Regions from separate parts of the Triticum aestivum genome. Here region 2 is linked to region 1. Evidence: chromatin contacts called from public Hi-C data. All regions are on one chromosome and are shown on one strand. The core of a region is the stretch at or near the end of the contact, and the rest is flanking DNA. Distances in the headings are between cores, read along the strand shown.

Evidence for each region. A called contact is a pair of places that touch in the nucleus more often than the background predicts.
Region 2: a Hi-C map of leaf shows a contact between it and region 1, with 8 times the contacts expected there. The contact joins the promoter of LOC123097882 here to the promoter of LOC123097880 in region 1. A contact is called at or near these places in 2 of 5 Hi-C or Micro-C datasets (both in leaf).

Annotation. Positions count from the first base shown.
Region 1 is chr4D:353,562,206-353,566,116 of IWGSC CS RefSeq v2.1, reverse strand. It overlaps LOC123097880 (THO complex subunit 4A), which reads right to left and starts at 1,909. Exons shown (of 6, transcript XM_044519728.1): 1 at 1,555-1,909; 2 at 1,293-1,436; 3 at 706-774; 4 at 460-638; 5 at 250-299. The coding sequence starts at 1,770.
Region 2 is chr4D:353,741,328-353,745,238 of IWGSC CS RefSeq v2.1, reverse strand. It overlaps LOC123097882 (trifunctional UDP-glucose 4,6-dehydratase/UDP-4-keto-6-deoxy-D-glucose 3,5-epimerase/UDP-4-keto-L-rhamnose-reductase RHM1), which reads left to right and starts at 2,150. Exons shown (of 3, transcript XM_044519730.1): 1 at 2,150-2,403; 2 at 2,872-3,911. The coding sequence starts at 2,164.

The DNA of each region.
Region 1 (3,911 bases), core at 660-3,159:
AATGAAGCGGTGTACGGTAAGGTGGGAAAATCTATTACTAACAAACAAAGCAATAAAAGGTGCACCTATAAACATTCAATAAAGCAGAAAAATGGTGGAACATGATTAATATGCTAGATAACCTAACCAGCTAACTATGTAGACAAAGATGAATTCTTGAAACTGAAATTCATAATTCATTTCTGCTAATACCCCTACAAACTAAGAACAAACTAAATGTGATGCCATTGCAACACGGCGAGCACCTACTTGTTATATAATGTCTCCTGAAATATTGGGCGATATATAACGGAACACCTCTGCGATATATAATAGCAATTGTATTATCACCAATTCACCATCCACAACATTTAATATCACACAAGACTTTATGACCAATTCTGGCAAACAGGCAAATTCAGATACTTTAATTGCAATAAATTGAATCCACAAATATGTAATGCACCAAATCTAACATACCTCTTAGCAACATTCCTAGCATAGGTTCCATTATTGGTTGGTAGTGCAGCTGGAGCAGTAGGAGTGTTAGTCCCAAGTATCTCTATTTTCATAGGCTTGCCATCAAGTTGGACATTGTTGTATTTCCTCAGCGCTGCAACAGCATCACCACGCCTTGCAAATATAACCTCAGCTGTTCCCTGCAGAACATAAGTACTGTTAGGCATCACACAGAACACACACATGGAAAATGGAACAAAGAAGTACCTTAGACCTCCCACTTCGGTCATAGTGAATCAAGCATCGCTTCACATCACCCAGCTCGGAGAAAAGCTCCTGAACCATTCAAAGAAAAAATAACTCAGAAACAGTACCTTATGAACAAGAAACTGCAAAAAGCATTTTATGGAGAGCATATCAACATTTAAGTACACTATACAAACTGAGAGACCATAACAAGAAAAAATTCCAAGTGAGCGTCAACTTATGAAGTAAGCAATAAGATATGCAAAAAAATCATCAATTAAACGAATCAAATCGAGACTGCCACAGCGCAACTGAAAACATAATCACGCCAGTAAAGAGGTCACACCCTTCGAGACAACCATTAACGATTAATTACAATTGAGAACTAAAGTCCTATTCACAGGAACAAGCTAAGAAAATTCAACAACGCAAGACTGCTAGCACGACCAAATCACAGTTGTGGTACTGAGTCTGTGCCAGATCTATAAAATAGCTTGACTGATACAAGCTCCAGGCAAACTATGAGATTCTTTGAGACCAACTACGTACTAAGAAGCAGCCAAATTACATGAGCAACAACTGGACATGTAGATCCGCGACGTATATACCTTGAGGTCCTCGGTTGAGACGCCGAAGTCCAAATTGGTGATGAGGAGCTTGGTGCCGGTCTCGATAGCAGAGACCCTCCCGCCGCCGCCGCCTCTGGCAGAGGCGTCAGAGTACATGTCGTGCTGCCACGCCGATTCCGGGGCCTGGATCGCGTCACACCAGAGTGAGAAAACCACCAGATCATCCTCCCCCGCCTCGGCGAAAACGGAAGACTATCCTCCGCCGACGGCGCAAGGCCTAGCCCGTGCGATTCGTTCGTACCTTCGGCGGCTGGTAGGGCGCCGCCCTGTTCCCCGACCTCTTGAAGGCGCGCCTGTTGGGGCGGACGCCTCCGGCGGCGGCCGCGGCCGCGCCGCTGCCGGCGGCGGCAGATCCAAGGCGGCCCTCGCGGCGGCGGCCACCCCCGCCGGACGAGGAGTTGCCCTTCTTGTTGCTCTTGATGATGTCCTCGAGGGACATGTCGAGGGACTCCGCCATGGCTGCGCGGGCGAGCGAGCGGATCTGGCGCTAGGGTTGGGAGGGGGAGCTCGGCGACGGGGAATCGAGAATTGGTGGGGGAAGCTGATTAGGGTTGCCAAGTCGTGGGGCGTTGGGGAATTTGGGAGATATTTTTGCGGGAGGCGGGCGCGGCGCGATAAAATAGTAGGGGGGGGGACGCGTAGGGAGAACGCGTGGTGGTGAGGTGGGGTGGGGTGGGGGTGCACGACTCACGACTCACGACCCACGCGGGCGCGACGGGGATTGTTTTGGCTGGGTCGGTTCGGGCCTTCGCGGTCGGACCGGACTCTACTACCTTGGTGGGCTCGTTCTTCCTTCCTACAAATTCCATTATGCCAGACCACTTTTTATTTCCTGACATCATTATGCCAAACCAGTTTAAAAGCAGAACTTGTTTGTTCTGCTCAAGAAAAAGGCAGAACTTTTTGTTGTGCGGGGAAAACCAACCGGAACTACTTACAATTAAAAAAAAACAGAACTATCCGAATCGGGGTATGGCTTCCGCTTGCCTTTTCCGAGTTGAACTCGGCAGCTTTAGGCGACCATGAGAGTGGCGTTCGTATGACACTAGACCATCTACAACAGCATTGGACTAATATGAGCCCCTATATGTCCACAAACAGCGGCCTCCCACCCCTCATTTGTCCGTGTTCGTTGGTCGCAGCCGTCTTTTGCATATCCAAACCCCTACATCCATTTGCAATCTTATACAGTGTAAATAAAACGACGTAGATAGATATCATAGCACAACATCGGGCATAGCAAGTTCATCATTACAAATCGAATATACACAAAAGATGAATAGTTCGATTGACCTACTAGACAACTACGACTAGAAGCATACTAGATAGTTTGTCGGAGTTCACTCCTTCAGGTTGAGGATTGTCATAAGGAATCAACTACCTATGCAATGAAGCAACCTAACTCTTCAAATTGAAACTAATTGTTTGAAGACCATTTGTATGGTGAAAAGTGAGAAGCCAGATAGATCAAGATTTGCTTTATTGGTCCAAGAGATTAAAAAGAAGCGCTTAGAGAGGAAAACATGTATTACTCATGTACGGCGTAGTCAGAATACGGTGAGATATTATTTTGGAAATTTTTGGTGGATTACATATCCGTACTGCAGTATGGCTAGGTGCAGCCCCCCATGTGTTGCATGGTTATGTGCCTAAAAGTATCAATCATTGATGAGTAATATAAGTTTTATTCCCGCAAAAAAAGCGTTCAGCGCTTCCTTGTCGGCCCCTTCCCCTTTGGCATCTCCGGTGCGACGGCACTAGGCCCTCTGGAGGTGCCACTGGAGGGCAAGGACAACGAGGGGAGCCCATCCAGACACTGAGCGGTGCGGCCTGCTCCTTGGCAAACCGCACAACTTCTGTGCGCAATGACCGCCTTCTCCTTGGCGAGGCGCTTGGACTTCTCGAGGCCAAGCCGCCATGCCTTGGCATTTTGCGGCAGGTGTACTTCTCGAAGATGGTCAACAACTGGCGAATGATGCCACAGATGAGCTCGTCCTCCGAGTCACAGGGGATGGCAACCAACGCAGATCTGCACAGCCCGCAGCAGGATTGGATAGATCCAGCCTGGGTCGATAGCCTTGCCTCTGACTTCGGGAGTCATGATCGCAAACTCGGCGATGCCGGCACAGGCACCGATCATCTTTTGGGAGAAGCAGGGGACGAAGGTGACGGGCGCCACTACTCGCCCCGTCGCCTCACCGGGGAAAGCATGACCCGTGAAGGGCCAGCGCGATTGGGCATGGAGCTTCAGATGCCCCACGCAGGCCACTAGGAGGGCGCGCGAGCTTGAGTTGTTACCACTGTCCATCCGCGATTGGTGGAGGGCAACATAGACTATGAGCTCCTCGTTTAAATCATCCACGAGGGCATCCAAGTAGACATGGTCAGCCTTGGATGAGGAGTCATTGCCGGCCCGCGCCATGGTTCACAGAATGGAGTGTGGCGCGGATGTGAGAGTGAAGATGATTGTGGCTAGGGTTTGGTCCTGGATGCGCCACACATGGACGATGAGCTCCTCGTTTAACTCATCCACGAGGACGTCCAAGTAGACATGGTCGGCCTTGGACGAGGAGTCGTTGCCGGCCCGCGCCATGGTTC
Region 2 (3,911 bases), core at 901-3,400, 180 kb before region 1:
TGACAAATCCTAATCTCGAAATACGCCAACCCAACAAGTACCTTCGGAGACACCTGTAGAGGACCTTTATAATCACCCAGTTACGTTGTGACGTTTGGTATCACACAAAGTGTTCCTCCGGTAAACGGGAGTTGCATAATCTCATAGTCATAGGAACATGTATAAGTCATGAAGAAAGCAATAGCAACATACTAAACGATCAAGTGCTAAGCTAACGGAATGGGTCAAGTCAATCACATCATTCTCCTAATGATGTGATCCCGTTAATCAAATGACAACTCATGTCCATGGCTAGGAAACTTAACCATCTTCGATTAACGAGCTAGTCAAGTAGAGGCATACTACTGACATTATGTTTGTCTATGTATTCACACATGTATCATGTTTCCGGTTAATACAATTCTAGAATGAATAATAAACATTTATCATGATACGAGGAAATAAATAATAACTTTATTATTGCCTCTAGGGCATATTTCCTTCAGCGTGTGCGTAGGATTTTTTTTTAAATTACTACGTTCCCCAACAGATGAAGAGCTTGTGGTGGCTGCATTGTCGTCCACGACCACATTAGTAGGACGCGGCCTCGGTTCAGGGGATCAATCCCCGGGCATGCTCCGGCCTTGAACCGCAATAGGGAGAGAGGCCACACCCTTCTCTATGCCGATTACTTTGAGAATGGCCCGCTCTTGAAACCACATCAATTGCGTCGCCGCTTCTGTATGGCGAGACATGTGTTCAATCGTATTCGGGAGGGAGGGGCAACATATGTCCCATACTTTGAGTGCCAATAGGATGCCCTTGGCAAGCTTGGCTCTCTTATTACCAGAAGTGCACTGCGGCGATTCACATGCTTGCATATGGAATTCCTGATGATCTTATGGATGAGTACGTGCGTATGAGTGAGTCCACATGTCTCATCTCAATATATAGTTTCTACAAGGTCGTGCTGGCAGTGTTCGGCCCTAAGTACCTGAGAGAGCCAACTGCCGCTAATACAGAGAGGTTGTTGGCGATCAATGCCGATAGGGACTTTCCGAGCATGTTTGGTAGTATAGATTGTATACACTGGAAGTGGAAGAACTGTCCATTTGCTTGGCAGGGGCATGTGAAAGGTGCCATTGTCATATTTGAAGCGGTGGCTTCACAAGATCTGTGGATATGACATTCTTTCTTTGGCATGGCTGATTCTCACAATGATATCAGTGTTCTTCAGCGTTCCCCAGTGTTTGCAAGGCTTGCAGAAGGCCACTCCCCGGAGGTCGACTTTGAGATCAATGGCAACCATTACAACAAGGGATATTACCTAGCTGATGTTATCTATCCTTAGTGGTCCACTCTTATGAAGACCATACCCAATCTGCAAGGAGAGAAGAGACAGAGGTTTGCCCAAACGCAGGAGAGTGCTAGGAAGGATGTGGAGCGTGCTTTCGGTGTGCTTCAGTCTCGATGGGGTATCGTTCGAAACCCTACATTGATATGGAGCACTCAGAAGCTTTGGGAGGTGATGACTGCTTGTGTGAAAATGAGCATGGCGATAGCATCTACGACCACGGGTTTGATTTCCAGGTGAAAATGTTGAGCCTGAGCAGCCACCTCCTGCAACCTTTGAACACTTTGTCCATTTTCATTGTGAAATACGTGATTGGCATACTCATTTCCAGCTTCAGGATGACTTGGTTGAGCATATGTGGACTCACGCTGGCAACCAGTAAATTTATCGGTTTAATTTTTTCATGCAAACACATTTCGATTGGGTTGTATGACTATTTGATATTGTTTTTATTTCGATTGGGTTGTAAGACTATTTCGAATGTGGAACTATTGCTACGTTTGATTTAAACTACTCCCTTCGTCCCATAATATAAGACATTTTTTGACTATACACTAGTGTCAAAAAAGTCTTACATTATGGGACAAGGGAGTATTTGCTATGCTTCATTTTAGTATGCTTGTTAATCTGGAACCGACAAGATGCGGCCGGAATGTGACCGTGCATTGGGCGCATTCAGAAATCCGGACGAACATGGCTCCATTAACATTATAAAATGATGAAAAGTGGACTAAACCTACGTCCAAATCGTTGGAGTTGATAGGTCGCTGGACAAGTCTCGTCTGGAAGAGCGTGTGCTACTGCTGTGCTGGACCAGAACGAAAACGAGGATGGGACGCGCGGACCACGCGGCGAAACGGTCAGGATCCTCTTTTAAGCCCCCAACCCATCATCCGCCCGTACTCGTCGGCGCCGTGCAGTTGAGTGCTCGCTGCTCCCTCCTCCCCCTCCCCGAAGATTCTCCTTCGACCCCTCCCGATCTCCAAGGCGACGTCGCCGTCGCCGTCGCCGCGCGCCAGATCTCCTCCACGCGCTCGCGGTGCGCCTTCGCCGCCTGCGCGATCTGCCCGGTGAGTCCCCTTCCCCGCTGCCTGCTCCTAGATCCGTGTCCTCGCCTGGAATTCCGGTGGGGTTTCAGTTGCCGAGTGTACCATTCCCGTGCGTGTTGTTCGCCGCGGCGAAGAATTCGGTTGTGGTTTCATGTTGCGTGTATTGGTTTGCCACTGCTGGACCTGGGGATCGCGATGATGGGCGCCTGATGAAAATTGCATTTGTCAGGGGTGGATGTTCTTCTATGCCTGCTGATGGCTATGGTGTCAGTTTAGTCAGTTCTCTACTGTTTTACTACTACTACATAGCCTGCTGATAGCTTTGGAGTTAATAATGTTTCCTCTATTCTTCCTTCATAGTTGGAGTATATCTGCTTTTAGTTTTAGTAGGAGTTGCCTTGTTTTCGCAGTAACTTCGATGATAAGTTTGAAGAATTATTACTGCTGGGCACATTAATAACACTAGCAGGTTTGAATATCTATTTGCAGGCTAAGATGGCGACCTATGAGCCCAAGAACATCCTCATAACTGGTGCTGCGGGTTTCATTGCATCCCATGTGGCGAACCGTCTAATTAGGAGCTATCCTCACTACAAGATTGTGGTACTCGACAAGATTGACTACTGCTCCAACCTGAAAAATCTCAACCCCTCCCGGCCATCGCCAAATTTCAAGTTTGTCAAGGGCGACATCGCAAGTGCTGACCTGGTGAACTATCTTCTCATCACTGAGTCGATCGACACCATCATGCACTTTGCTGCCCAGACTCATGTGGATAATTCGTTCGGCAATTCCTTTGAGTTTACAAAGAACAACATATATGGCACCCACGTTCTCCTTGAGGCGTGCAAGGTCACTGGCCAGATCAGAAGATTTATTCACGTCAGTACTGATGAGGTGTATGGAGAAACTGATGAGGATGCTGTGGTTGGTAACCATGAGGCCTCGCAGTTGCTTCCGACAAATCCATATTCAGCTACCAAAGCTGGGGCTGAAATGCTTGTGATGGCTTATGGGAGGTCTTATGGTCTTCCTGTGATTACAACCCGAGGCAACAATGTGTATGGACCAAATCAGTTCCCTGAGAAGCTCATCCCAAAATTTATCCTTTTGGCCATGAAAGGCTTGCCCCTTCCAATTCATGGTGATGGCTCTAATGTCAGGAGCTACCTGTACTGTGAGGATGTTGCTGAAGCTTTTGAGGTAGTTCTTCACAAAGGAGAGGTTGGACATGTGTATAATATTGGTACTGTGAAGGAGAGGAGGGTAATTGATGTGGCCAGTGACATATGCAAGCTATTTGGCTTGGACACCGAAAAGGTCATCAGGTTTGTCGAGAACAGGCCCTTCAATGACCAGAGGTACTTCCTGGATGATCAGAAACTGAAGAAGTTAGGATGGGCAGAGCGCACGACATGGGAAGAGGGTTTGAAGAAAACAATTGAATGGTACACCAGCAATCCTGATTACTGGGGAGATGTTGCCGGTGCATTGCTCCCTCATCCAAGGATGTTGATGACACCTGGAGT